Linked DNA regions of Mus musculus: all the other regions are linked to region 1. A link is a contact called in public HiChIP or PLAC-seq data. All regions are on one chromosome and are shown on one strand. Each heading gives the region's core, a stretch centred on a gene start, on an enhancer-like site or on the middle of the called end of the contact. The rest is flanking DNA. Distances are from core to core; before and after follow the strand shown. Region 1 overlaps Baiap2 (brain-specific angiogenesis inhibitor 1-associated protein 2). Region 2 overlaps Rptor (regulatory associated protein of MTOR, complex 1). Region 3 has its middle 19 kb from the start of 2810410L24Rik. Region 4 overlaps Rptor (regulatory associated protein of MTOR, complex 1). Region 5 overlaps Rptor (regulatory associated protein of MTOR, complex 1). Region 6 overlaps Slc38a10 (solute carrier family 38, member 10).

Region 1 (4,773 bases), core at 1,122-3,621:
CTTTTCCACCAGGAAGCAGAACCTCCTGCGCTCCTCAGTGAGTGCTGTCTTGTAGCCGTCAGACACGTAGTTCTCCAGCTCGCCCTGCTTATTGCTGATGGCATCGATGTACTGGGGACAGGATACAGAGGAAACAGGTCAGTGAGCACACGGCAGATCCTGCTTGGGTTTGGGCAAATTATCCAGCCATCCCTGCAGGCCTGCCCATGCTGCCCAGGAGGTTGTCCCGTGGAGACATCTCCAGGTGGAAGGATCTCCAGGCTTACAAACATGCACTGTGAACAGACGGGAAGCGTGCACATGGAGCCAAAAACCAACACTGGTGCTTTCCTTGGTCACTTTCTACTGAAGCAGGGTCTGCCACAGAACCTGGAGCTCATGGAACCTAGAGCTTAGCTTGCCCTGGGGAGACGTCTCCACCTCCCAAGTGCCGGGACAACAGGTACCTGCTGCCATGCTTTATCTGGCATTTTTGTGGGTGCTAGGGATCAGAACTATGGTCCTTACACTTCTATGGCAAGTGCTTTATCCACTGAGCCATCCCCCAGTCCCCATACAAATCTATCTTTGAGCCTCCATGTAGGCAGGCTAGCTTTGAACTATAAGTCTTAGTTATGCCCTGAGCATGAGGTAATCTTCCTGTCTCTGCCTGTTATGCTGGCATTACAAGCGTGTGCCATCAATCCCAGCATTCCTTGGACTTCTTCCTGAGAAGGGGAAGGAAAGGTACCAGTGGCAGGCCATCCCTTCCAGGCTTCAGCTCCATGAAGCATAGAAATGTCAGCGTAAGAGGGGGGGGGGCTCCTGCAGTACGCTCCCATGCCCTGGCTCTACTGAGGCTCCTGTCACCTACAGTTTCTTTTGCCTCAGAGTCGTAGCTCCAGCAGCTATAGAATGGTCTCAAGAGATACTGACTGAGGAGACCCAGGGAAGCCTGCTGCTGGAGAGAGAGCATGGGCACCCACCACTGAGGATGTGGAGAGCGGAACAGGTGAGCAAGCCTTAGATTGTTTCATGAATATCATATGCAGGTGAAGAGAGGCCTTCATCAAAGACATATGGATCACTATCCCTGGGATAGCATGTGCCTGGTGAGGGGTCTTCACCATAGAGCATGAACTGAAAAATGACCTATCCCTCGCCTTTTCATCTGGGTTATCTGGGTTTCACCTGGGCATCCAATCTGGGTGGCCTTGGGAGCCCCCTCAATCCTCAAGATACTCTGGGCTCAAGAGAGATATGTGGTCAAATGATTCCATAGGATTCTGAGAGCACTGCTTTCCCCAAGCCCCATCTAAAGACGCAATCCCTTTGAAGCCCCTGAGGTCACAGGTACTTCTCTGGCCACCAACAGCGGTCTTGTCCCAACTACTCTTGAGCTTCCTGGGGGAAACATAACCTACCCAGGAAGGTTCTTGTCAAAAAGCCCAGGACCAGTGCAACCTCCAGACCTGACTATCTATTCTGAATGTGCCAAGACAGAGGGGTAGGGGAATTCAGAGAGTCCAGGGATGTCAACTTCACAGGGACCAGGGAGAAGGTGGTATCAGGTGACATTTGGCAGTTGACATTTAGTGGGGATAGTCACAAACTGTAAAGATAAAGGGATTTTGGGGATGGGTGGATGTGCTGACACATACCATGAAGACAGACGTTCCAACTGGAAGTGTATAGCTCAGTGGTAGGCGCCTGCATAGCACAGGAGATGCCCTGGGCTCCACCTCAGCCTGGCACAGAGGTGTGTGCTGCACACCAGCATTCCCAGCACTCCTGAGGGTCTCCTCAGCGATATAGAGAATGAGGCTCACCTAGAATCCCTGAGATCTTGCCATTTTAAAACCAACCAACCTAAGAGAATGCTCCTGCCTCTGTGTTTGTTTCTGTTTGTCACTGCTGAATCCTTATCCACCTGCCTAGAGAACCCACATCCTAGGGACCCCCATACTTGGCTGGGGTGGTCCGTGGCAGTGACTTGTATCAGTTATATGTAGTTTACAATTTGAAAGAAAGCCTCAATCAATAGATAGAAGCCATCCACACCAACAGAAACCACTGGACAGAGCTATGCTATAAGAATGTGTGTGGAACTTGGTTTCATAGCTAAACCTTACTATGATAATCAAACTGCCCAAGTGTCAAGGAAGGGTCTATTTACACCCAGGTATACGCAGACGCCTCTCTAGTGCATCTCTTGCGCCCACCCCTCTTAGGCTGAACTCCCACCAGCCTGGAGCAGCTGTTGCAGAAGCGCTTCCTAAGGCGACTGTCTTCCAGCAGGGGGCAGGCCTGAGCTGCCAGGGTGCTCACAGCTGACTCACAGCCACCTCGGCGGAGCTCTGACTCAGCGTGGGTGGGCGGCTGAGCTGTGGGCGGCAGAGGGGGTTGGAGCAGGCTGTTCCCTTAGCATCTCCCCACACAAGGCTCAGCTGGAGGGACAGAAGAGGGGGAAGCCCAGCTGGGTGGGGGCTGGTCTCCACCGAGGCTATCGGTGCCAACTCTGCCTACCAGCCAGCACCAATCTCTCCAAGGTCAAGGCCTGCCATACTCACACCCTTGCCACCAAACCTACACAGATTGCTGCTTCTGCCCTGCAGCCCCACACTAAACTCCTGCCCTCCCCACTGACAGGACCAGTCTGAGAAGGCCTGAGAATAGGTCTTGGTCCTCTCAAGCGGCAGCAGGGCCCAGCCATAAGGTCTGCCAGGTGGGACTCAAGACAGTTATTGTAACAAGAGAAGTCAAAATAGCAGGTGAGAGTGGTGTTCCAGCCTGACAGTGGGTTCTGCTGCTGTGATGGGGGGGGGCGGGGGGGGCGCGTTCCCTCCTCCCTCTCTGATCCTCTTCTCTCTTCTCTCTCCTCCACAGCGTCAAGTACTTTTCCTTCGGTTATGCAACATGCGCCTACCAGGGCTTCCTGCTCCCTGAACCTCCCCTGCACTCCAGGGTCCTCTGGGAAGTAGGGGGTGGGGCACGAGTCTTGTTGCCCCCACAGGAGCTGTGCTGGGAGGACTCCAGGGAGTCTTGGAGGAGGCTCAGCCTGGGTGTGAGCTCCTTCCCAAGCTTTAGAGAAGAGTGGTGGGATGAGACCAGACATACTCTGGGTCAGGAAGGAGTGGGCTATTCTCCAGGAGAGGAGCACACCTGCCAGTCACCATATAGGGCTTAGCACTGGCCTCTTGGATCCCACTCATTCCATCCCAGGCATCAACTGTCTGGTGCTGGGGCTCTCTGGTCTTCAGGGCTGAACTAGGCTGTGAGTAGAGTTCCTCCTATGACTCCTGTTCCTCTGGCACAGGGATGGACACACGGACACACACACACACACACACACACACACGTACACACACACACGTACGTCTCAGCTTGGTGGCCAGCTAAGGAACAGTCAAGGTTCTGAAGGCTAGGGTGGACCCTTGCGCCACTGCCCTTTCCAGAGACTTCTCAAGGACAACAACAGGCAAAAGGGCTCAGCAGCAGAGTCTTACAAGCAGAGCCGAGGTGCTGTGACAGGAGAGAGAAGGTGCCAGTGATAATCTGCATCATTTCGTTATCTTGGGACTTCAGAAAAGAGGCACCACTTGGAACGGTCACCTAGGACATCAGCATAAACCAGGCCACAAGGCCCCCTGGGTCTCCTTGCCCTGAGAACAGCACCTTCCAAACTGAGGCCTGAAGCCAGCCCACCAGCAGCAGTTTCTGGGTTTGTAGGCTGCGCACTACCTTTACAGAGGCTTTCAGCTCCCTGGGGTACAGGGCACCGGTGTGGGGCCCGGCCTCATTAGCAGGGTCTGACAGCCTGAGTTAGGAGAGCATGGCGTCTTATTTTTAAGATTTCCATTTACTTATGCACCCCCAGGAATAAGTGTAACCTCACAGGTCACACTTCTGCACCTAGGGGTGGTCCATGAAAAGGGGAGGGGACAGAGCATCAGAGCAGTGCACTTAGAAGGACTTTAAAATCCCCAGCTTGAGGGGGGTGCAGCTAGAGCCCTGGACCACATACCAGCCTGGGATGGCATCACCAGCTTCAGCCTGACCTGGGAGAAGGTCCTAAGGCAGCAGGCAGCAGCACAGCGAAGCCTGCCATTGACATGTGGCTGCCACTTCTGTCTAGGAATAACAACCGACTTCCCTGACCTCCTTTTCCAGGCCACCGGCTCCTCTCAGACAGCCCACAATTTTGCCAGGAAGATCCTGGAAATCTGGACCAAGTGAAGTGTCAACATGCAAGGGAGACAGCAGAGGACAGGGGATGGGTGGTGTGAGCCTGCAGGGGTCTAGTCTCCTCATCACTGGAGTGAGCCGAGCACTCCAGTGTGATGCGACGGCTACACTTTCCGGAGAGCAGAGTAGAAAACACGACCCGGGCCTGCACTGCCAGTACCTTGGCATCGGGCCATTTAAAATGGCATAAAGCCTGTCCCCCAGTGGCCAGGTTCCTGCTGTCCCCACCCACCCCACATTGCCTCACAGCTCCTTGCTTAGCTGGGTGCTATGGAAACAGCACTATAGAAACGCCCAACTGAAAGCATTTAAGACCCACAGAAACAACGCTCCCACTTAGTCACCCAGCACAACAGCCCTGTAATCTGAGAAGACAGAAGTGATTGGAAAGTGTGTCTCCTCTGCTCCAGAGCCAGCCGGTGACTCAGAGCAGGAAAGGATGTTCCAGAAAAATCCACTGACCACTGAGGCGCCCCCATAACTGTCAAACCCCTGGGCTGCCCAAGGTCCCCTCCAGCTTATGAATGAGTTCATGAGGCTTGGTCCCAC
Region 2 (4,773 bases), core at 791-3,290, 210 kb after region 1:
GAGCCAGAGATGAAAGACTTCTCATCTGTGGACAGATCCAACCTCAAAAGCCAGAACAGAAATGTCAGGGCTTTATCTAATTTGTGTGTGTTGACAGAAGGCAGGAAGCCATCTTTTTTTCCTCCTGTTAGAGCCATTGGCACACTGCAGAACAGGATCAATGGAAGCACTGAGGGAAAAGTAGCTAGGGGTTTTTAGTGGGAGAAATATAAAATGCTTGAACTGTCTGTGTTTAAAATTAAGAGCAGTAGCCTCTTTCAGAAGCTGCAGCAGGACACCTCTCACAAGTCAGAAGCTGCAGCAGGACGCCTCTCACAAGTCAGAAGCTGCAGCAGGACACCTCTCACAAGTCAGAAGCTGCAGCAGGACACCTCTCACAAGTCAGAAGCTGCAGCAGGACACCTCTCACAAGTCAGAAGCTGCAGCAGGACGCCTCTCACAAGTCAGAAGCTGCAGCAGGACGCCTCTCACAAGTCAGAAGCTGCAGCAGGACACCTCTCACAAGTCAGAAGCTGCAGCAGGACGCCTCTCACAAGTCAGAAGCTGCAGCAGGACACCTCTCACAAGTCAGAAGCTGCAGCAGGACACCTCTCACAAGTCAGAAGCTGCAGCAGGACGCCTCTCACAAGTCAGAAGCTGCAGCAGGACGCCTCTCACAAGTCAGAAGCTGCAGCAGGACACCTCTCACAAGTCAGAAGCTGCAGCAGGACGCCTCTCACAAGTCAGAAGCTGCAGCAGGACGCCTCTCACAAGTCAGAAGCTGCAGCAGGACGCCTCTCACAAGTCAGAAGCTGCAGCAGGACACCTCTCACAAGTCAGAAGCTGCAGCAGGACACCTCTCACAAGTCAGAAGCTGCAGCAGGACACCTCTCACAAGTCAGAAGCTGCAGCAGGACGCCTCTCACAAGTCAGAAGCTGCAGCAGGACACCTCTCACAAGTCAGAAGCTGCAGCAGGACACCTCTCACAAGTCAGAAGCTGCAGCAGGACGCCTCTCACAAGTCAGAAGCTGCAGCAGGACGCCTCTCACAAGTCAGAAGCTGCAGCAGGACACCTCTCACAAGTCAGAAGCTGCAGCAGGACGCCTCTCACAAGTCAGAAGCTGCAGCAGGACGCCTCTCACAAGTCAGAAGCTGCAGCAGGACGCCTCTCACAAGTCAGAAGCTGCAGCAGGACACCTCTCACAAGTCAGAAGCTGCAGCAGGACACCTCTCACAAGTCAGAAGCTGCAGCAGGACACCTCTCACAAGTCAGAAGCTGCAGCAGGACGCCTCTCACAAGTCAGAAGCTGCAGCAGGACGCCTCTCACAAGTCAGAAGCTGCAGCAGGACACCTCCACAAGTCAGCTCCGAACCTAGGATGACTCCATTCACAGTTTCCAAGGCATTCTGCAGAGATTTGCCCACAACTGACACTGTCGATGGTCCACACATCTGCGATACAGGCAACGGTGAGTGGCAGCTCTTAGCCAGCCCACGTTGCCAGTAAAACTAATGGTGCTCTCTCTACCAGTCTCTCTCAGCCTGGGGCTAAGCTAAGGCAGTCTGGAGCTTGTGTGTTCTCCAGTTCAGATGGCTGCCCCTTACAATGGGGTCCCCAGGACACTTTTAAACTGCATGTCCATAGAGACACTGTGTTTAGTACAACATCATGACACAACTGAGAGAGAAGGATAAAAACCGTTATGAGTGGGTAGGCTTGGAGGACAGAGTCAGCGGTGGGATAGGGGGCAGAAAAGTAAAAGACACAGGAACAGGAAGACACCAAGATACTATACAGACAGTATGTAGATGGATAAGGGGCTCCAACTGCCTAGCCATGTTCTCTGTCTCAAGAAAGAAAGCTCAGCTCAGGCAGTAGGGGAAAGTTAGCTATAGAGTAAGTTGCCACAGCCAGTGTTCTGTGGTTCACAGAGCAAAGCAAATGAAGCTGAGGGTCACACTTCCCTGACAGTGGGGACAGCCCCTTTACAGCACTAAGGACCTGGAATGGTTGAATGTGGTCAAATGGGTGACTAGGCTCTGAACTATATCCTTCTGCTGGCCTTCAGAGAGCTCTGCTCGGTACCCTCAAGGCATATCCTTGGAGTCAGCACAGACACACACTGCTCCAAAGGTGTCTTTGCCCAAATCAAGCTCTCCTGCTGGTTAAGCATGACCAACAGGAGACACATTTTGGGTGAATTTAATGTGAGCCACAGTCCTCATTATTTTTTCTTCTCATCCATAATGGATTTATTGACTGGGATGTCTGGAGTCCAGTAATGACAGAATCATTTGTAATGGACTAATTCTCTTGCCAATAGCAATAATAAACTCCAGACAAAAATATTAAAAATGATCACTTGGTAATTCCAAAAAGCAAACAGACGAGAAACTGGAAGGCCTACAACCTGTTGGGCTACACATTCAAACAACATATGGGGCCTGTAGCTGAAGTCTCCCTGGGGTGGAGATCAGAGATCAGCACTGAAGGCTGCCAGGAAATTGCAAGAAATAACCTTAGACTGCAGGGAGCCAAACCTTCCTCTCACGCTGGCTGACTCACCAACTACAGGCAGGATGTGACTCTGAGGATCCCTGTGGCAACGTGAGGCTGAAACTATTAATTGGAGAATGCAGTGTCTCTTGCGCCAAGAAAGCAGAGCAAGGCCCCATAAAGCCCAGGGCTCTCAGTGGGCTCCAGAGGGGTGCTGCCTTAGTCACACAAACCCTATTCCAGGATCAAGAGTGACTCTGGAGCAAGGAACAAAGCCAATGAGGTCAAGTCCCACAACCGAGCTTACCCATCACGCCGCCCACCCATCCCAAGTGAGTGGCCTCTGCAGTGCTTTGCATTGGTTCTTCCAGAATGAATGGCACAGTGTTAGAAGCCAGAGGAAATACCGAAACAGACTCTGGAAGTGAGAGACACTTTACGGTTATAAAAAACGAATTTGCCTACTGACTGTGAGATTAGCATTTTTAGAATAGTGAAAAGGCACAGTTCTCATAGACATGGAATTAAAGGACGGCCATTGGGCAACTCTAATGAGGCTATGGGTCACTAGAAGCATGCTTAAGTCAGCACTGAACCCACAAAGTTCCTTCACCAACAGTATCAGTTCTCCAGAAATAATAGCTGCCTCACCTGGCACACCTTTTTCCTTCTACACTGGGTGAGGGTGTTTCCGGACAATGAAGGCAAAGGACTAGGCAGACACTGAAGAAACGAAACGCCTCAGCGCTAGGCACAATGGCCTAGGAGTCGGAGGCAGGCAGATCTCTGTGAGTTACAGGCCAGCCCATTTTGCATAACAAATTCCAGGACAGCCAGGGCTATGCAGAAACACTGCCTTAAAACAAACAAACAAACAAACAAATAACAAAAAACAAAGACTCAAATAACCCATTACAACTGGCCAGGTACAGTGGCTCACACCTGTAAACCAGAGCCTTAGGAGCCCAGACAGAAGGGTCATTGCAAGCTCCAGGCCTGTATGGGTTACACAGCAAAAGCCTGTAGAAAATATTAAACAAAATAAACACAAAGTGAAAGCCTATGGAAAATATTAGATAAAACGAAATAACCAAATAGTTGAAAGCTGCTCCCTGCTCTCTGTGTGCTGGTTGTTGCCCTGTCTCAGGTGAGGGTTTATTTCTTAGCATGAAATAAGAGGCATGCCTGTTCTACAAATGGAGGACACCTGTAAGTGAGGAACACAGAGTGAAGCTCCTGACTGCCATCTGGGAGGTTGAGGCAGGGAGATTGTAAGCCAAGAATTCAAAGCCAGCTTGGACAGCATAGCAAGGTCAGTTTCAACAACAACTAAATCATACAAAGACAAAATGAACAAACAAACAAACAAAATCATCATCAACATCATCATCAACAACAACAAAAACCCAAACAGGAAGCTTTCAGAACCACCACTTTCAAAGAAATAAGCAGATTAAGCAGGAGAAAACTCAGAACCCGCATTTTATACCCAGCCAAACTACCACATAAGTGTGAAGGCAGAAGTGTTCTAGGGCATATAGAGCTTCAGATGACTGGCTGAGCTTCAGATGGGTGGCCATCAAGAACCATAGGGAACACAGCTGTGGATGACTCTGGAGTCAGAGGGCAGAGGTGAAAGGGATAGAGAAATGCTTTGATGAGGAAGCTCTGTGAGATGTGTTGTCTTCTAAAGAAAAACAAATGCAAACTAAAAAAAAGTCTGCTGAAGCCCAAATGTAGGGGGATGGCACAGAGACCAGCTGAGAGGACTCCTCTGTGGCAGCTTTACTGGGAGCCACTGCTTTGAACCAAGTAGCTACCCAAACCAGGCTAAGCATCAAAAAATGGAGCCTTGCTCAACAGTCAGAACCTGAGCTGTTTACCCAGCCTTCTAGGAACCAGCAGGAGGAAACATCACTTCCCACAGCAGGCCAGCTGCAGCCTGCCACCAACAATCAGGTTCCAGCCTGCTTTAATCCTTACAGCAGAGGTGACCTGAGGCTAACCAATCCTTTTTCTATTTCCTGCCTCACAAGGAACTCTGACTCATTTTTGTTTTTTTGTTTCTGCTCTCTGCAGCTCTCCTCTGCCTATAAAACCCTCTCTTCTGTTCCATTTACAGAAAAGCGGTCATAAAACGGGGCAAAATGGAAAGGTAGGGAAATCTGGGGGACATGAGCAGGGGAAGGAGCCCTCACTCTAGGTCCAGTTGAAACTACTCATCAGCAGTGCAGCAGGAACTCCAGCACCTTGGACAGTTGCTGAGGCAAGTCCCCTTCCAGCTGCAAACCTGACA
Region 3 (4,773 bases), core at 802-3,301, 220 kb before region 1:
GGTAAGAGCACCCGACTGCTCTTCCGAAGGTCCGGAGTTCAAATCCCAGCAACCACATGGTGGTTCACAACCATCCCTAACGAGATCTGACTCCCTCTTCTGGAGTGTCTGAAGACAGCTACAGTGTACTTACATATAATCAATAAATATTTTTAAAAAAATTGTGGCTAGAAAGCCGGGTGGTAGTGATTCATGCCTTTAATCCCATTAGTCAGGAGCCAGAAACAGGTGGATCTCTGAGTTCGAGACCGCTCTGGTCTACAGAGTAAGTTGCAGGACACCCAGGGCTACACAGAGAAACCCTGTCTTGAAAAAACCAAAACAAAGTTGTGGCTAGGGCAGGCAAGACCAAGCAGGAAATAGAGATGTGTGTTGGCAAATCCCTGCAGAAGCACACAGGACTTAGGTGCTACCAAGCCAGATGATCTGAATTGGAGCACAGAGTTTAAGAAGAGAACAGACCCCAGCAAGTTGTTCTCTGAGCTCCACACACTCTATTACACACCCCCATAAATAAATGAGAGAAAAACTGTGGCTTTACGTATATATGTAAATAAATTTATACAATTCACATTTTAGCCATTTTAAGAGATGTGTGTGTGTGTGTGTGTGTGTGTGTGTGTGTATATTTGTTTTGGCCAGGGCAGGGCTCGAGAGACAGCTCGACAGTTAAGACGCAAGCACTTTTACCTAGTGCACCCCCTGACCAAGCTCCCCTTTTAACCTCTCTCTCTCTCTCTCTTTCTCTCTCCCTTTCCTTAATTCCTCTATCTACCCCCCCCCCAACCCCCAGTGCTAAGAATGGAATGGAACCTGAGTGTGGCTTCATTCATAGGAAGTAAGCTGCCTATCCCTGAGCTACATCCCAGATCTACATTTTTTTTTGTTTTATTTAGTTTTTAATCAAAAAGTTTGAAGAACAGGGGGTTGGAGAGGTGGCTCAGCACTTAAGAGCACTGGCTGCTCTTCCGGAAGCCCCGAGTTCAGTTCTGAGCAACCACATGGCAGGTCACAATCTGATGCCCTCTTCTGGTGTCCAGACATACGTGCAGACAAAGCATTTGTGTACATAAAATACATAAATAAACTTTAAAAAAAATTTGAGGGGGCTGCAGAGATGGCTCAGCGGTTAAGAGCACTGACTGCTCTTTCAGAGGTCCTGAATTCAAATCCCAGCAACCACATGGTGGCTCAACCATCCATAATGAGATCTGACACCCTCTTCTGGGATGTCTGAAGACAGTACTTACATATAAAAATAAATAAATAAATCTAAAAAAAAATTGAAGGACATAAAAGATTGTAAAGGACAGGAAGCATCCAGGTGTGCAGTCTCCCCCCACCCCCCACCCCCCACCCCACCCCCCAGGAATGCCTATCAGCACGATGGTATACTTGGCTTTGCTAGCGATGGTACGCAGCCCACCTGAGTGGCTCAGGATTTTGAAGATTTTTTTTCCTTTGCTTCCTTGTGTCCTGTGTTCCACATGATCCCCCTGTGGTCATCTTCTAGGTTGCCACCTCCTTCAACCCCCTCACTGCAGGCTCTGTGCTGGATTCCAGGCCAGCCGTGGTGAACCAGTCCCTGGGTGCCTTCCTTCATAACTTCTTGTATGGGTTGAGCTTGGCAGATTGCATCCTCGTGGTAAAGCTGCTGGGTGTCAACGCTGAGTCTCTGGGGTGAATGTGACTGGACAGAGGCCCTGAGAAGTCTTGCCAGCTTGTCTCATACCTACATGGGAGGACTGGGACTGGCGCTTAAAAGAAAGTGCAGGCCACTGGTCACAGCTCCCAGGAGAGCAGTCTCCTGTATACTATAGCACAGCCTTGGCTTGGCTCTTGCAAGCAGAAGTCCACACCCAGTCTTGCCCACTGAGAAGCAACGGAGCAGGGTGCCTAGACTTCAGGAATGTGTGCCTACGGTGGTGGGAAAGCTCTGTGTACTCCCTGAGTGTATTGATGGACATGCAATTAACCCGCCTGTGGTTATGTGGGCAACTGAACTGGAACGGGAAGTTAGTGTAGAAACTGGGGCCTTTCAAGTTATGACAAATTCACCAAACACACGAACCCATGAACAGGGAGAGTGGCGTGGCCTCTGTCAGAGAGCTGAGTCTGCTTCAGCCCAGCGGACAAAGCCCCTTCTAGCCTTTCTTTGAGGCCAGGGCCCAGACCCGTTCCCTGTAGAGGCAGTTCGGGTTTAGTAAGACTCTAGCAGAGAGACTCTAGTGTAGGTCTCCTGCAGACACTGGTGAGTCTTTTAGTGTCAACACTTTTTGCTATTCTTTTCGGACTCCAGATGCTAGAATAGGCTTGAAGCTGCTAAAAACCCCATCAGGAACCCGGCTGGTCCCTGACAGGAGAGTAAATTCTGGAACCCCCCAAGCTCTCCTGGTGTGGCAATACCTAGGGACTTGTGTTTGTGTGGGAAAAATGGACCTGAACTGGTTATAAGGACCCAAGCTCACTCGACTGCTATTGTCTTTTTTTTTTTTAACATTTTATTTCTTTAATGTCTGAGTGCTCTGCTGCATATACATCCACCTGCCAGAAGAGGGCAGCAGATCCCCCCTTATAGATGGTTGTGAGCCACCATGTGGTTGCTGGGAATTGAACTCAGGACCTCTGGAAGAGCAGTCAGTGCTCTTATCCACTGAGCCATCTCTCCAGCCCGACTGCTCTTGTCTTAAGTTGTATGGGAAGGAAGGTTTTATGATTGTCTGAGACCTAGGTGTCATGATAGCAGGAGAATCTCGAGTTTAGGTCCAGCCTGGGCTACACAATAAGGCAGTATCTCAAAATAAATAACTAATAAAATGGGCTAATGGGGCTGGTGAGATGGCTCAGTGGGTAAGAGCACCCGACTGCTCTTCCGAAGGTCCAGAGTTCAAATCCCAGCAACCACATGGTGGCTCACAACCATCCACAACAAGATCTGACTCCCTCGTCTGGAGTGTCTGAAGACAGCTACAGTGTACTTACATATAATAAATAAATAAATCTTTAAAAATAAAATAAAATAAAATAAAATAAAATAAAATAAAATGGGCTAATAACTACTAAAGTTGGAACCACAGCCTCCCAATAGGGGGATACGTACAGGAGATTGATTGAGGTAGGGCCTCTGCTCAGACCTCCTCTTGTCAGTAAGAATCTGAGCCTAAAAGGTCCTCCTCTTGCTTGAACCACTGACCGTTCCTGGTCTAGCACAGCTTTGAAGGGAGGCTTCAGCTGACCCCTGAGGATCTACATGAGTAGGAGAAGGTCTAACTCCAGTGCTCTCCAGCCAACTGAAGCTGTCCCTCCACAGCTGGACAGCTCTCCAAAAGGACTGAAGAAGAAATGTGATGAACAGAAGTAACCTGCTGCTATGGAGAAGCACCGAGTCCCTAAAGAGGGCTCCTACCTCTCTAGCTGGAGTAGGCCGGAGTTTTACCTTCTGAAAAGCCCCTGCTGCAGCTGCTCCCATTGCTCTTTAGGTAATGGCCTTGGTCTCTAGATTGAACCTGGATCCAAGCCCAGATGTCCCGAGAGACAGTTGCAGGCCTTGGGGGCTCATCATAAACATGGGTCCTGACTACTTTAGATTCTCTCTCTCTCTCTGGGCTACATAGTTCTAGAACAAGAAGTTTGGTGAGACATGAGCACACACACACAGACAGAAAGAGAGACAGACAGAGAGGCAGAGAGGCAGACAGAGACAGAGAGATAGAGACATACACACACAGAGAAGCAGACAGACAGACAGACACAGAGATAGACAGACAGAGAGACAGAGATAGACAGAAAAGACAGAGATGAAAAAGACAGACACAGATGGAGAAAGAGAGACAGAGACGTACACAGAGAGGCAGACAGACAGACACACAGATAGATAGAGAGACAGAGACAGACAGAGAGAAAAGACAGAGATGAAAGAGACAGACAGAGACGGAGAGTCAAAGACAGAGATGAGACAGACAGAGAGAAATAGCCAGAGATTGATTCTGAGACTGACATGGTGCCCCCAGTACCTGTGTCTTTGGGAACAGGGTCCTCAGGCTATAACCCAAGGTTAAGGTAGAGGAACTGTGGACCACTGAGCTGAGCAACAGAATTGACGCCAGAACCATGGTCCAGACTCGGTGACAGATCTCCATAAGGTGACAGAAATTTGCAGGAAGAGATGAGTGGCCTGAGGAAAACTGCACACCTGCACGTCAAGGGCACCAAGGATCCTCACTAGCACCCGGACGGACGCTGGACGGAGCACAGGATGCCTCCTCTCTCTGCTCTTCCCAGGAAGCCTTTCCTGTATATACCGCATTCTCAACTTTCCAGCTTCAAGACCCTGGTGAAAATAAATGTCTGGTGTTTAACCCCTGGGGTTGTGGTCATTTGGGACCCAAGAAGGTGACATCATGCCTCCTCCTCTCATGGAATCCAAGAACCAGGGAATGGGTGCTTGCTGACATGAGGAGACAGGAGGCCATGGAGACTTATGCGAACTGTGCCCAATGCCCCTTCGAGAGGGAGTGTGGATCCTGAAAGGGGCTCAGTGTTGGACTGCAGCTGTGGCACTGGCGTGAACTTGGGTTTCTTATTATAGACAGATCTAGAAATAGACATGGGAGAGTGTATGTCTAGGTCTGGCCCCAGAGGCAGCAAAGTCCCAGCAAACAGTGAGCAGACCCAGCTGGGAAAGAAAAACGCCTTCTCGATCCGGAGCTAAGTGGAGTCAGGGGCTCTGGGAGGAGCCAAGGGCAGGATGGCTGGACATAGAATATGCAGGAT
Region 4 (4,773 bases), core at 1,333-3,832, 190 kb after region 1:
TATATATACACACATGCACATATCAGCCTACATATGAACAAATACCCCAGTCCCAGCCAAACTATAAACAAAGCACACACGCTTTATAGCTGGGATTCTGGTTTCAAAGGTAGTGCCAGTATTTATTCAGGAAGCTGAGCCCCGAGCCTGCTGGGGAAGCATTACGGAGCTGAGAGCAAGGCTGACACCCACTGAGCATTGGACCCTTGGTCCTGAACACACGTGGTGGTGCCAGCCTCCTTAGACTGGTCTGCTCCCCTTGCTATCTCCCAGGCCCTGTGAGCTTCCTCACTGGCTCTGACTGGTGCGGTGTCTCACCCCGAGGGAGCACATTCCAGGCGATGGTATCTGTGATGGCTGTGAAGATCCAGTTCAGCTCTCCCAGAGGGGTCCTCCGGTCATTCAGCCGGCCAGGGATCCTAGACAAGATGTCCACTGCATTAGTGCTGCCATGCCTACTGAAATAGGCCAGGGAGTCAGATGTGGGAACAGAGAGGGAGAGCCTCAGGCTCAAAGACAGCAGGCAGGGCTGTGGCTGGGAAGGCCTCCTAGAGTCCCTAGCATTCCCACAGTTCCCACATGTCTTCTTGAAGGAGACAAGAAACTACGCAGGCTCACCCTCAGCAGTTCCTACTTTTCCCTCTCCACTGAAGACACACCGACAGTTTTTCTGTTGCCTTTGTGTGTGTGGACAGAGAACAGCTGCCAACACACGGTTGCACAGTTCCACACACGTAGCACAAGCCAACGGGGCTCAGGGACACATCTTGTGCTGTCAGGGGATCCATACATTTCAGTCTGTAAGAGCTGAGGAAGAGAGTTCTCCCCGGCACAGCCTACTCACCTCGCGGTCATTCAGCTGGTCCACTAGAGTACAACCAGTGGGAAGGACGGATGAGAAGCACACAGCATGTGCATGCATGAAAGGCCAGGCAGTGCAGAGACTGCAGACACTCAAGGGAGAGACTGGGGAGGGAGTGGCCACTTCCACGACGGAAAGGGAGGTGAAGGAAAGCTGTGTTGAGTGCTAACCCAGGAGAAGGCTCTGCATCCTGACAGGGCAGAGCATCCATGTCTGTGGCAAGCATATGTCCATTGGAGACCAGAGTAGTTCAAAGCCCTAAGGTGTGGGCATGCTTCTTTCTGCTCTGCAGCAAGCTTAATTTTACCCACTAGGTAGCACGTTTAATTATATCTGACTAGAAACTCTTTCTTCCTCCCAGAAGGAAAATCTTCACAGTGATTTGGTTTAGAGACTAGAGTGTGATTTGCTATTTATAAGGTGGAACAGATTAATAATTCCCATTATAGTCACCTAGTTGATGGTATTGTCAGTAAGAACAACTCAAAGACAAAGACTCAGGAACAGAGGGGAGCAGGGCCAGGCTACCTACCTAACACAGCTACACTGAGTAAGCTCGTTCTTGTTAAGAATTCCATTTGGTTTAGAAACAAAAATATGTCCTTATATTCAAGGTGGTTTAGTGATAGGAGAGAAAAGGGTGTGTGGGAGAGGGGGTAAACGACACATGACATTTACATCAGGTTTATTTCCAAAGGCTGGCATGCTATCACACAGCCTAGTGCTGAGCATGTATGGGGACCATTACGTACCTTACTACTAAAGAGAAAGCAAGGCCCAGGGAGGAACTCGGCATGGGGTGTTGGGGACTGGCTTGCCCTTCCACTGAGCATGGGGTTGTCCTTACTGCTCTTTACCGTGGAGACCACCACATGGAGGTGTGCGTGTATGGGGCTGGTGCCTTGTGCACTGGGCAGTGTTTTGGGGAGAGGTACAGGGCCTCTAAGAACCAGAGCCTGAGCATGGTCTGCCTCCAGACCTAGACTGTTAACAGGAAGAGCCCACATGCCTGGAGTCAAGTGAAGTCACCACAGATCACCTTGTTTTCTCAGGGACAGTCTCTGGGAATGTGAACCAAAGCTGTCTTCTCGGCAGTGAGAAGTGGGCTGGCAAGATTCTCTACCCTAGCCTCGGTCCCCGACAGCCACTGTGAGCAGAGCATGTGTTGTCTGGGTTAGGATCCCACAGCAACCTGAACCCCCCACCCCCAACCACCAATTTCCCCCGAGATTGTCATGAGGACATAGGCAAAGAATCTGCCCAGTTGCTGCAGACAGATCAGTCATGTTGACTGACTGAGTACCTGTCTAGTGGGCGAGCAGTGATGTGGCTGCTGGCTCGTCTGCAGACAGGTCCTTTTTGGGATGACGAAGGTAGAAGTGAGCCTACTCCTCACTTTGGAGCTGTGGCTTCTGTGCCTGGGAAACTGGGAGCCTATCTTGGATCATCACAGGCTACAGTAGGACCCAGAGGGATCCAACCTGAGACCTCACCCCATTCAGGAAGCTTCTCTAGGCCCTACAAAGTCCACTGACAAGCACAGGGGCTCTTTTAAAATTTAACTCCTCAGTGCTAACCAAGGACAAACTTAATGTGGAAAATGATCACAGGATTGAAAGATGAGAAGCCAAATTCTAGTCCCAGCTGTGCTGTGGCTGGGCAACTTCTGCATCCTGTGTCTCGGCTCTGAGTCACAAAAACTAACCTTATGTGTGACACACACGGGACTAAAATAAAACAGGTCACACTTGCACAGCAGATGCCGTGGCAGCCAGATACCTCCTTGGCAGGGGCATGCCGCCTCCTCAGCTCTCCCTCCCTCCTTCCCCTCCCGCTGTTGCTGTCGGCACGAGGGCTTATTCCCATCTTGTTCCCATCTTCCCACAGACACTGCTCCCTGCAGCTCTCTGTTTCCTGCCAGGGCTCATCTTCCTTGACTTCAACACCCAGGCTATCGCTGCTGACTACCAACTGCCACAGAGTGACCACTTTTAAATGTCTCCACTGCTGTGCACATGATAACTTCAGGGTGGGGCAACTTCTGGAATGGCCATCTGGCATCATCTTGGGCCATACTCTCTTCATCCCGAGCGCACCCCCCCCCCCGCCCCCCCGGCCCTTGTCATGACCTCTGCAGTCATTCAGCAAGACTGTCCATTTCCCTTCTTCACCTAGTTGACAGACAGGCCTTGTTACAACAGTGGTCATCCAAACCTCAGTGAGAAGACATTTCTTGTTCTATGCATTCATTCCTATGAGCAACACACCAATCTGTGTCTCACTAGCATAGCCTTCCCCACCTAATCCTCACATGGGGCTGCACAAAGCTAGCCTGTACAAAAACCTATTGTTCAGCTGGGTACTGACACTCAGACCAGTTGTGACAGGCTGACTACTGACTGGAGACTACGGCCATGTGTGCCACTGCACACGGGCCACCTCCCAGGAAGGTATTCTCTTCATTCTCACAAAGTGGGGCTGGAGGCCTTGGGGGAAAGTGGAGAACAACTGGACACATTTGGCCTACCATCTGCCTCACAAGGTACTGAGGACTAGGAATAACTGGACCAGGGCTGCAGGAGGTAGGCTTACAGCAAGCTGATGATGCCCAAGTCTTGTTGACCCACATGAACCAGAGCTCCTCCTGTGCTTGCTCTCTCCTTCACAGCTAGAAAACCACAGGGCAGCCAACAGCAAAGCAAGTTTCCCCACTGCTCAGACTTGAGTGTCTCCACTTAGAATCTCTAAGGACTGCTAGGCATCTGTAGCAAGATGAGCAGGAGAAGAGCAGGCTGAGCATGTCCCAGCTAGACCTGGGCACACGACACAGGGGGGAACATCCAGGCCTCTGAGGCACAGAATAAAGACTTCTGAAAACAGAAGATTCCCTTCTGGGCCTCGAAACCATTACTAACCGAGCAAGCTGAGGGCTGAGTGTGTTTGACCTGTTACCACTCTCCATCCATTCTTCTCCTGGCTGGCCCAGAGTCACATCACAGTGCTGGAGACGTCAGAGCTGGCCTCTGTCTGTCTGCTTATGCTGCCCACGCTCCTTCGTGGGTCAGAGACTCTGGCTCCCCTGGGGCCAGGTCCCACTCAGTGTAGCAGGATCTCCATCTATTCTGTGTAGCTCAAGATGCCCTGGGCCTGACAGCTTAGTGAAGCTCCTGCATAACCTTCAAATCTTTAACAACATTCACCTCTGAGGAGCTCAGGCATTCCTCGAAGCCCTTGCTTGTGTTCTTTTTATTACTTATTCACCATTGCTCCTCTATGCTAATCTCCTCTGTAACTAGATAATAAATTCCTATGGGCAATGGCTTTCGTTCCTCGATATGTATCAATCTTCTTATAGTTTTTGGCAGAGTGCTGAGCACACTGCATAATCTCAGCAGCCCACAAACCTGAGTCACAGAACTTCTACTTGAAAACAGCGGCAACTCCCACTCATTGCTAAGACTCCCCATCGCCCAGTGGATAGAATCCTAACTCTTTATGGCAGCTGGCAGCTGTGCACGGGGACAGGAAAGGAGTCAGTTTAAACGCTATTCTTCAGCTGTGTCCTCAGGGTCTTTCTCAGCTCTTGAAGTGAGCAAGGTGGAAGAAAGGGAACCTGGCCATCCCAAGAGTGCTGCAGTGACTAGGCAAGACAGAAAAAGATTCTAGCTTGCCTGTGTGTCCACCTGTGATAATTAGCTGTAGCTGTCAACTTGCCATACACAGATTCACCGGAGTTGTACTGAGGAATTAACTGCCCAGATCTGGTTGGCCCGTGAATGAGGTTGAAAGGTGACTGTCTTATCCTAAAAGTGGGTGGCACCATTCCCTGAATTTGGGTCCTGGGTGTTTCCAGTTCCTGCGGTGTCCTGACTTTCCTGCCATGATGAATTCTAAACTGGAGCTGTGAGCTA
Region 5 (4,773 bases), core at 583-3,082, 170 kb after region 1:
AAGAGAGAGAGAGAGAGAGAGAGAGAGAGAGAGAGAGAGAGAGAGAGAGAGAGAAAAAGAAAACTCTGCCCTGTGAATCCATTCTGGTCTTTCTTGTTTGACTTTCTTTCTTCTTCTGTTTGGGTACCTCTGTCCAGCTGCCCTGATGGGGGAAGGCAGTCGTGGCAAGTTCTAGGCAGAACCATACAAAGCCACACTTTGAGATTGCTTCTTGATGCCAGCAGTCACAAAGTGGAGGACATAGCAGTCTGATGTTGTTTTTAAAAGGCAGAAAGGATCCTGAAGCTGGTTGGGAGAGGTCAGGTCCATGTTACTGTTTGATGGGGCTACAACTCAACAGAGCCTGATGGAGCCTCTTACTGCGGCTAACGCCTCTGTTACTGGATGCAAGGAGTTCACTATGGGAATTTCCTGAAAGGAATCACTGCAGTCTGTATTAAGATCTTCTCTCCTTCTCTAACAGAGCTGGCCCAGGCTCTGGAAACAATAAAGGCTTTCAGGTCAAAGCCAGGGAAGTAGCAAATTGAGTGAGGCCAGGTGGGCCTCCCAGAGCCCTGCATTCCCTAGCTCCTATCCCGTTCTTTGTCTACCCCAAGTCTGTTCTTCAGGGCTCGCCCCTTGAGTCATAGGGGACCTGGCCCGGGAGACAGAGCCTTTTGTGTGGTACAGGACCTGCTGCTTACTTCTGTCTGAAAGAGCACATGGAAGATGGTGTGTGTGCTCTCATGGCTACTGCTCCATGTTTGGTATCAGGCTGGCTCTAGAGGTCTTCCCCTACCCTGAGAGTGTGGGTTGTAAATGGAACATGAAAAATAAAGTCGATAAAAGCCATTTACAAAAGGACTATTGCCAGACCCCAAAGAACTGGATGAACATGCCTGGCCCTGGAGCCCTGCTGTGGGGAGGACCAGCGCTACTCTGCTGTGCTGCTTCAATAATAGGCAGGGTGGAGAGAGAGTGGTGTGGTGACCCAGGTGACCCAGGGTTGCTGCCATTTACTGGAATCACGCAGGCATTGCGCCTCCCCAGGCCTTGTCCTGCTGTCATTACTTTTGCTTTGTTGTGGAAACATTTGGTTAGTTTCTAGCTCTTCTTGCAGTTCCAGAACTTTCTTAAAACTATGCTAGACACATGTAAGAGGAGCAGTGATAATTATTTTTATAATTTCAGAAAAGACGTAACAATATAGCATTACCTCTCTTTGACCTAAGGCCATTCTACAAAGTTCCCACTTCAAGAGGAACAGGCTATTGGTAACTCTTTATGTTACATGCATTCTTCTTTCTTGCCTTTTTAAAAAAATATTATTTATTTTTTGCTGGCTGAGATTACCGGGGCTTTAGACAGGGAGAAACCCAAGGTCTGGGATAGGTGAATCACCTCCTGAGATTGGGAGGCTGGCTGTGCTGTGGGAGAGGCTCTGGTGGGGGATGGGGTAGGGTGGGGAGGGCACTGTGCTCTGCGGAGACACTGTTGAGCTACAGTTGCTCTGAGCATTTGGCACAGTGAAGATGGAGGGTTGTCCACACAATGTGGTTAGCAGCCCTAATGAGCAAACACAAGGCCTTCTTTGAAAGAAGCGAGGCAATGTCCTTAGGCAGGTGGAAATCAGACCATGGGTCTGGCTGATTATAACGAGTGCTTTGGAGAGTGATGGCCCCATCCCTGGCCCTTGGCAAGCTCTGCCCCTCCCACTGAGAGGGGAGCCTGCCCTCTGCTCCTCCAGAGATACAGGCTTCCTAACCTTCCAAGTGGTACACCCTCATGATTTCCACAGCTTCTGCCTGAGCTCAACTGCCCTGGAAACTTGATAAATAGTATTTTCTGGCTTTTACAGTAAGTTGCCAATCCTAGGTATCTGATCTAGTCAATGGTTCCCGAGTAAAAGGTCTTTTCTTAGTCACAGCCTAGCTTATCAGTTTCTCCCACAAACACACATTTAATGAGACACAATCTTTGTGACTTATCTACCCAACTGTGATGACAAATCCACTATTCATATCCCTGCCCCATGTCATTTCAGTCAGCAGGCAGTAAATGGGTCCCCCAGAACCAGACCAGTTTGCACATGAATTGCTGACACATAGAGAAGGTCCTGTTTTTCTGAGGACCACAGCAAGGACCTGGTCTGTCTGTGCTGCTCTGGTATTGGTCAGGAAATGATGTCATAGCCCCGTTAGGATCTGCTTGGTGGCCTCACCCTTTCCTCACAGGACAAACTTTTATCTCGTGTCCTTCCAAACAGAAGGAGGTGGTGATGCCAAGATTCTGCACCATAGCAAGGTTCGTTGGCAGTGACACTTCATTAGTTCCTAACATGTAAGCAGGAGGAGGGAGTGGTGATCTATCCCAATCTATATTTAATTGGGAGAGGAAAAAGGGAATTCAGTGGCTTTGCCAAGAGGAGGCCGCTGGGAGTAAGCAAGCATCTGACTTCAGATCAGATGTAACACATCGATGTACCGTTGGCCTGAAGCACAGCCCGGCTCGCCTCCTGAGGAACAGGTGTCTCAGTTAGGTCTGTGGGAAGCGACTGACCTGCAGGACGATGGGCAGCTGCTCTGGGGGGCTCCTGTTTTCCACACCCATTGTGAGCCACACCTGGAATGCTGTCAGCTGCTCGGCAAAGAATGGGCTGTGCTGTGGGAAAAGCCAAAGAGTCGGTTAGGGAGGCAGGTTTCTTTCCACCGCCCTCCCTCACCCCTCAGTCCTGACAAGGCAGTGACCACAATGGACAGAGCTGGAGGGCGCAGGGCTTACGGGCTCTGTCAACAGCCTGACAGGAGACAGAGGAAATCTGAATGTGTGGCCTGTCAACCATCAGGGAGGGTGTGATAAGAGGTAGCTATGAGGGTCACTGCATCCCTGAGCCCCAGTCCTCTGCAGGAGAGCACATACGACTTGTAGGAACACGAGGCCATGTCTCCAGAACCACCATTTCTTCACTATCACTGTGAGTATTATTTTGAGAGAGAGAGAGTTTCCCTGTCTACCCACACCAGTCTGCGGTTCCTCATCTTCCTTCCTCAGCTTCCTGAGAGCTGAGATTGCAGGTGTGCACCATATTTAGCCTGTTTTTTTGTTGTTGTTGTTGGTTTTTTTTTTTGTTTGTTTGTTTGTTTGTGGTTGAGCTCTAGAGAAGGGACCCAGGACTGACTCTAACTATTAGAGGCCAAGGAGACAGGTGGAACCTTCCAAGAAAATGGTGAAGGGAATCGTTGTGAAGATAGAGCAAGATCATATGGATGTGGGGCTTTGGAAGCCAGGTCAGTGATGTACTCAGCAGTACTGGACATGAGATGAATCAAGCAAGATGAAGATTAGGACCCAGCTGTGGGTTACTTCAGAGATGGAGAGGCCATCTTAAATACTGTCTTGGATACAGCAAAGCACAGCAAGCTCGAACACACAACAGAAACCAGGAGACAGGACAGAAGAGAGAAGGTGGAGGATCCAGGCCAGACACCCTATGGAAGGAGGCAGCTCGAAAGAGGGAGACAGGGGTGGGCATGGAGTGAAAGGCTAGCATCATGAAAGACGAGGGAGAGAGCTAGGTGGGGCACTGACCATGGAGTGAGGGCACTGTGGGAAGGCTGGCGCTGCAGCAGAGCAGGGCAAAGCATGCTGCCCGGCTGTGTGAGCTGCCCGGCTGTGTGAGCTGCCCGGCTGTGTGAGCTGCCCGGCTGTGTGAGCTGCCCGGCTGTGTGAGCTGCCCGGCTGTGTGAGCTGCCCGGCTGTGTGAGCTGCCCGGCTGTGTGAGCTGGATGGGAGAATGCTGGACTTTGCCTACTGCCCTGTTTCTGAGGGGAGCGTGACACAGACCTGTGAGGGAAGTGTGGTGGGAACGGGTAGCAAGGAGAGGGAAGAGGAGCTGAGGCCATGTCTGTAGTCACACTGTGCTCTAGTTTCTAAGGACTCATGAAGAATAGCTGCGTAGGTGAGGGCAGAGTAGCCGAGGGGCGGAGGCAGTACACAGTGAGCACCAACACCCTAGCCAATGGCCATGGAGAAGAGCTGGGGCCTTTTGATCATCATGGAGGTTCATCAAGTCAGAGTCCCAGAGGGCACTGGAGAGGCTGGGAGGGAGTCGCCAAGATCCCTCTGTTCCCATGCTAGCATTACACTCACAGGAAAGGGGTGGCTTGGGGACGAAGGGAGACAACAGGATTGGAAGGGACTGAGAAGCAAGAGGTCAGACGCCTGTGCAGTTTCTCATTCTGCACGTCAAACACACTGCCCCACAGAGCTGCCTTCCACGGGCCAAACAGTTCAAAATGCTTCAGTGTCTTGTTCCCATGCACATTTTTTGGGGTAGAGGGCTTTCTCTTTTCCCTAGGGGAGATGGCTGTGTCCATTAGCAGCGCCCCTGTGAGCCTGGTCGTTAGGGGAAAGACCTGCGCCTCCAACCTGCAGCATGCCTTTTCTGAGAACCCATCAGAGCCCAGGGCCTGCAGTAAAGGCCCAGTGACGTGAGGGCCATGAAGTTTACCTGCCACTCAGAAAGTCACAGGGCTCTGTGCCATCAGCTCACACAAAAGAGCTCATACTCAGGGCAGCCATGAAGCTGGAGGGCAGCTCCCTAAGTGGTTTTCTCATTTTCAAGTAGCAATCACTCACCAATTGTTTTAAAATCTCATTAAGTGCCTCCTTCCCTCCAACCCACAGCATCCCGGTGCTTGCCTGGAAATGAGAATCACACACTCTCTCCAGTCAACTTCTGTTCATGGGTTTTCATGGTGCCCACTGTGGAGTGACCATTCTAAGCAAAGAGAC
Region 6 (4,773 bases), core at 1,411-3,910, 130 kb before region 1:
GTTCTCCCTCAGTGACCGTTTTTTCCAGTCGGAGACCGAACATGCAACACTGGAACCTTTAGTGGGATGCTTCAAATCCAAGCCATAACAGTTTCCAGATATTTGGGGGTTTTCAGTAACTCTTTGAATGTATATTGGAGAGTTTCAGCTCCTTGCCGTTGGTTAAAGTGTGCTTCATGGTCTGATGTGTGGCATGTTCTGTGAATGCTTGGGCCTAAAGTCACAAACTGGGTATTTTTGTACTTATTTTTTAAAATCTTATTAGTTCTGAGAAAGGTACAGTAATTCCTGATTGTAGTTTCATGTCCTTTGCTTTGGGCCTGCCTTTCAGTGTGAGGCTGTGCTGTTAGCCGATGCTTTGCCTTGCGAAGCGCCCACCCCCTATGTGTGGAGATCCTGTCCCTAACTGGTTTCACAGCCGCTTACGCTGCTCTGCTCAGGTTGGCTTTCCCACTCTTCGGCTTGGTTTGTTTTGTGTTTGGTGTGACTGTGTGGCTGTGATGATTAATATTGTTTGTCAACAGGATCTAGAGTCATGTAGGAGACAACCCTCTGGACGTGGCTGCCTGGGCTTGAGTGATATGGGAGGAGCCACTCTAACTACCGTCCCAGGGCCTGAGGTCCGGGCCAACCAGAGAGGAATGAGTGGCAGAGCACCAGGGTTCATCTCTACTTGCTGACCACTCATGCAGTGTGACCAGCCACCCCACGCTCCCGCACCACCCCACGTCCCCGCCACTGCCGTGTCTTTTCTGAGCTGAAGCTGCTTTTGTCTGGTGCTTTGTTACAGCAACAAGAAGAGCGATAAACGAACGTCTCTGTTCTTTCTCCTGCTAATACTCTGGTGTGCGGGTCATGTGTAAGGGGTGTGGCACTCTACCTGCTACCTGCAGAGTCAAGTTCTTGACTGGTACACCCACTGACTTAGGCTAAACTTTCCATTTGTCTTTTATGTTTTTAAGACAGGGTTTTCCTGTGTAGCCCAGGTCTAGAGGTAGTCCAGGTTGGCCTTGAACGCAGAGATTCACCTGTCTCTGCCTCCCAAGTGCTGAGATTAAAGATGTGTGCCACCACTGCTTGGCTTTGTTTTTTTGTTGTTTTTTTTGTTTTTTTGTTTTTTTGGTTTTTTTTTATGAAACAGAATTTCACCATGTAACCTTGACTGTCTTGTAACTCACTATGTAGGCCAGGCAGCCTCTGCCTCCTGATTGCTGGGATTAAAGGCAGTTCCATCCACCCCAGGCTATTACTTATTGACATGGGGTTGGGGTTGGAGTGTGTGTGTGCGTGCAGGGTGTGTGTGTGTGTGTGTGTGTGTGTAAACTCAGATAGTCGTGTTTATACAGCAAGCATTTTATGAACTGAGCTGCCTCACAGCCCTCAGCATCATTATTGCTTCTGTTATGGACGGTTTCTCACGACCCCAGGCCTACACAGCTCTTTGACTTTACAGTGGTGTGAAGTTCACTCAGTAGATGCCGTACATGGACATTCGACCTTCTCAAGTCAGTGCTGTGGAAGCTCTTGTGGCACTGGGCGGCAATGACAAGCTGTAACTCCCTTCTAGCCCACTCTCAGAAGTCAGTGACACTTGACACTAGGGATGGCAGCTGGGGTGGTGATGGGCACGTCCTTAATTTCAGAGCTCAGGAGGCAGGGGCTACTAGATCTCTGAGTTCGAGGCCAGCCTGGTCTTCAGAGTAAATTCCAGGACAGCCAGGGTTACACAGAGAAACTCTGTCTTAGAAGAAAAAGAAAAGACGAGAGATGGCATGTTGGTTAGTGCTAATCTTCTGCTTGACAGCACCTCTGATCACCTGAGAGACAAGCCTCCAGGCACTAGATGGTGGGCTAGATTGTGAGGGGTTATCTTCATTCCCAATCAAATGAGATACTCATTCTAGTAGTGAGCCAGGACCATCTCTGGTTGGGGCATCATGGACCCTAGAAGTGAGCTGAGCAAGGGTCTCCCTCTCCTTCCTGCCCAGGATACAGCTGAGCAGCTGCCGACGGCTCTTGCTCCCGTGCCTTTCTTGTTATGGGGAGCTGTACCCTGAAACTATGAGCCAAAGTAAACCCCTCCTCCCCTAGGTGCTGCTGTCAGGGTGTTCATCACAGCAACAGAGAGGAGACTGAGGCCATTGTTTCCAACTTTAGGTAGTTTCAAGTTACGTTGGGTTTATCAAGGTATAACCCCATTGTAAATCTAGGAGCAGCTGCCCTCAGTTCTGACTGATGTTCCATTTTTGCTCCTTAGTGTTCTGTGGTTTAGTCCTGTCTCCTGGCATGCTTAGTACTTTTCAGTCATGTTTAGGAAACGACAGAGGTTCTGAGCGGTGTGACCCCACCCCCACCCCCACCTCCGGTGTGCCTTGTGAGGTCATGGGCAGAGGCTGTAGCTAGCTGGGATAAACTTGGGTTCAGTGTGCCCTTGGTCCTCGGATCTCATGTTGCCGATTCTCGCTGCCTTTCATCTTGGCATCATCACTCTCATCTTGGCAGCTGCTGTGCTCCCTCTGTGCTCTGCTCTCCCCTGGCTCGTACTTGAGGAAAGCGGCACACGCCGGCATCATGCTTGCATGGGCTTTTGTGCTCTCCCTCAGGCTGTGGCCGCTGGAGCCTATGCTCCAGTTCTCAGTGCCCAGCCTGGTGAGTCACTCTGGAGTCTAGACTGTGGCCTTTCCCTGAGTGCTTACCTTGCTCCCTGGAGTTGTTGCCCGTGTCGCCAGCCGGGTGACCTCAGTGTTCTCACCTAGTGCTGTAGGTATATGGGGAAAACGTGCAATACCAGCTTTCCGCAGGACTTGATGTGGCAGCTTGGCAGTGAGGTTAACTCATTGCCTGTTGGGTGGCATATGAGCTTACTAGTTTGTCAGATCCTACTGTTTAACCTCGGCTGTGTGGGGGAGGGTAGGATGGGAGGGGATTCTAGTTAGAGAGACTTTCTTGGGGCTGGAGAGTTGGCCCAGCAGTTAAGAGAATCAGTGGCTTTTGAAGGAGACCTGCTTCTGCATGGTAGTTCATAGCCATCTATAACCTCTGACCTCAGGGGGCGTGAGGCAGGCATGTGGTGCACACTTGTGAAGGCAAAGCCCTCATACACATAACATTTATAAATGTAAAATTTAAAGGAAGAAAGATTTTCTTGGGCTGGGGATTTAACTCAACGTGTAAGAGTATTTCCTTATCTTCCCGAGAACCTGAGTCGGGTTCTCAGCACCCACATGGTGGCTCACAGAGTAGATGCCTGGTTGCTCACTTAGTTGGCCTACAGTCTGCTGCTGGTCTCTCCCCTCTGTTCTCTCACCACCACAACGCCATGGCACCTGCTGCATTTGCTTGCCTGGCCTTTGAGACAGGGTCTTGTGTAGCCCAGGCTGGCCTCAAACCTTCCACATAGCCAAAGATGTCCTTGAGCTTCAGCTGGGCCTGCCTCTGTCTCTCAGGTGTCAGGTAGTGCTAGAGATCTGACCTAAGGCTTCACGTGTAGCGCACCAGGTGTCTACCAATTGAGCCATGACCTGGTCTAACCTTTCCTTCCCGAGGCTCGTGAATGTTTGAACTCCTCTCTGACTGAGGTAGGAAGATACTGCAGTTCTGCCGTGAGTCCTCTGTGCTGCTGTCCTCAGCCAGGTGGTCATTTGGGCTGACTGGGGCACGTGGTAGCTTCCATACTGTGAAAAACATTCTCTGGAAGTGTGGCCAGGTCTGAGAGGCAGGAACCAGGCCCTGTCCCAGCTGCTCCTGCAGAAGGAAGGGACAAGCTGAGCCAGCTCCTCCGGTCAATTGAACGTTTGGCTCAGTGCGGTGTTTGCTCTCTGCTCGGGGGCCTCACAAAGAGCCAGAAAAGGCTGGTGGGCAGCTAGTGCGAGGATGCGAGGGTGCGTGAAGGAAGGGTGATGAGAAAGCATGACAGTGGCCCAGTGAACGGCAACAAAAACCTAGCTTCACCCAGCAGTTGCTTTCTGTCTCTAACCCTTAGTGAGGCTGGCTGGCCTTGTGGGTTGCTGTTTGAGGATCTCCTGCTATGAAACCAGCAGGGGGCACTGCAGTCCCAGGGACGCTTGCAAGAGTAGTGGATTCTTCCAGGAAAAAAGGCTCTGCTGGCCCCACTTTGGAATCAGCTGATCTTGGGCAAGTGTGAGTGGCACACACCTGCGCACATAGCAATGAGCTCTCAGCAGGTCAGTGCCTGTCTTGTAGTCTGCTAGAGTGAGGTGCCTGAGGCAGGGGGACCCGCTTACCCACACGGCACCGTTGGTACTGTTGGTATCAGAATCAAGGTGCTCTACTGAGCCTGGCCTTGGGTATATGTTCTGTCTCTAGAACTCGTGTATGGACCGTTTTGTCCAGGACAGAAAGGTGTGTTCTCTGCCCAGTCCTAGGGCTCTACAGTGTTAGGAGTTAGGGCTCTTCGGGGGGCCACTGTGGAGCTCCTTGAGGGATGGGGGGAGATAGGATGTTTATGGACTGTGTCCCTGCTCAGACCCCTGTATTTTCCAAACCTGAGCTGCACTGTAGGGGGTGGATTTGTGTCTTTTCCTGGCTGGCTCTGGACTACATTAAGATGGATCGATGCCAGAATTGCAGTCAGCAGGGTGCTCTGAAATCAGATGTCTGGCACACCGGATCCTGCTTATCGACCAAGATCCCTGCTTCAAAAGCAGCTCTTCCGCTGCAGGAAGCTGAGGCACAGCTCTGGGAGCCGGGCTAACTCTGAGGCTAGCTGGGTCTTCTCCCTGGGCCTGAGGCTACCCTGGGCTGGCTCCCCGT

The links. HiChIP or PLAC-seq counts read pairs in DNA pulled down with a chosen protein or histone mark.
Region 2: a contact with region 1 is called in a FOXA1 HiChIP or PLAC-seq map of pancreatic cancer cells. The contact joins two enhancer-like sites. A contact is called at or near these places in 3 of 484 Hi-C or Micro-C datasets (CD8 T cells, colorectal tumor organoids and embryonic stem cells) and 1 of 115 datasets of contacts at active chromatin or transcription factors (pancreatic cancer cells).
Region 3: a contact with region 1 is called in an HNF4G HiChIP or PLAC-seq map of pancreatic cancer cells. The contact joins two enhancer-like sites. A contact is called at or near these places in 2 of 484 Hi-C or Micro-C datasets (both in embryonic stem cells) and 2 of 115 datasets of contacts at active chromatin or transcription factors (embryonic stem cells and pancreatic cancer cells).
Region 4: a contact with region 1 is called in a FOXA1 HiChIP or PLAC-seq map of pancreatic cancer cells. The contact joins two enhancer-like sites. A contact is called at or near these places in 2 of 484 Hi-C or Micro-C datasets (cerebral cortex and colorectal tumor organoids) and 1 of 115 datasets of contacts at active chromatin or transcription factors (pancreatic cancer cells).
Region 5: a FOXA1 HiChIP or PLAC-seq map of pancreatic cancer cells shows a contact between it and region 1. The contact joins two enhancer-like sites. A contact is called at or near these places in 2 of 115 datasets of contacts at active chromatin or transcription factors (microglia and pancreatic cancer cells) and 3 of 9 other capture datasets (adipose tissue, liver and pancreatic islet).
Region 6: a contact with region 1 is called in a FOXA1 HiChIP or PLAC-seq map of pancreatic cancer cells. The contact joins two enhancer-like sites. A contact is called at or near these places in 2 of 484 Hi-C or Micro-C datasets (B-cell progenitors and bone marrow-derived macrophages), 1 of 115 datasets of contacts at active chromatin or transcription factors (pancreatic cancer cells) and 1 of 9 other capture datasets (adipose tissue).

What each region holds. Positions count from the first base shown.
Region 1 is chr11:119,989,034-119,993,806 of GRCm38.p6, reverse strand. Baiap2 (brain-specific angiogenesis inhibitor 1-associated protein 2) reads right to left here. Exons shown (of 14, transcript NM_130862.4): 7 at 1-111. Among named protein-coding and RNA genes, the nearest start is that of Mir3065, 23 kb to the left of the region's middle. Within about 2 kb of position 2,371, at least 154 of the 459 cell types and tissues checked have an H3K27ac peak or open chromatin away from gene starts, as enhancers often do. A contact at or near this core is called in CD8 T cells, cerebral cortex and pancreatic cancer cells, where this site is marked.
Region 2 is chr11:119,775,233-119,780,005 of GRCm38.p6, reverse strand. The region is part of intron 6 of Rptor (regulatory associated protein of MTOR, complex 1); the gene reads right to left. Among named protein-coding and RNA genes, the nearest start is that of Rptoros, 57 kb to the left of the region's middle. Within about 2 kb of position 2,040, at least 62 of the 459 cell types and tissues checked have an H3K27ac peak or open chromatin away from gene starts, as enhancers often do. A contact at or near this core is called in CD8 T cells and pancreatic cancer cells, where this site is marked.
Region 3 is chr11:120,206,824-120,211,596 of GRCm38.p6, reverse strand. No RefSeq gene overlaps it. Among named protein-coding and RNA genes, the nearest start is that of 2810410L24Rik, 19 kb to the right of the region's middle. Within about 2 kb of position 2,051, at least 37 of the 459 cell types and tissues checked have an H3K27ac peak or open chromatin away from gene starts, as enhancers often do. A contact at or near this core is called in pancreatic cancer cells, where this site is marked.
Region 4 is chr11:119,794,415-119,799,187 of GRCm38.p6, reverse strand. It overlaps Rptor (regulatory associated protein of MTOR, complex 1), which reads right to left. Exons shown (of 34, transcript NM_028898.3): 8 at 319-419. Among named protein-coding and RNA genes, the nearest start is that of Rptoros, 38 kb to the left of the region's middle. Within about 2 kb of position 2,582, at least 79 of the 459 cell types and tissues checked have an H3K27ac peak or open chromatin away from gene starts, as enhancers often do. A contact at or near this core is called in cerebral cortex and pancreatic cancer cells, where this site is marked.
Region 5 is chr11:119,814,945-119,819,717 of GRCm38.p6, reverse strand. It overlaps Rptor (regulatory associated protein of MTOR, complex 1), which reads right to left. Exons shown (of 34, transcript NM_028898.3): 11 at 2,539-2,640. Among named protein-coding and RNA genes, the nearest start is that of Rptoros, 17 kb to the left of the region's middle. Within about 2 kb of position 1,832, at least 44 of the 459 cell types and tissues checked have an H3K27ac peak or open chromatin away from gene starts, as enhancers often do. A contact at or near this core is called in pancreatic cancer cells, where this site is marked.
Region 6 is chr11:120,120,143-120,124,915 of GRCm38.p6, reverse strand. All of the region lies in intron 10 of Slc38a10 (solute carrier family 38, member 10), which reads left to right. Among named protein-coding and RNA genes, the nearest start is that of Ndufaf8, 24 kb to the right of the region's middle. Within about 2 kb of position 2,660, at least 20 of the 459 cell types and tissues checked have an H3K27ac peak or open chromatin away from gene starts, as enhancers often do. A contact at or near this core is called in pancreatic cancer cells, where this site is marked.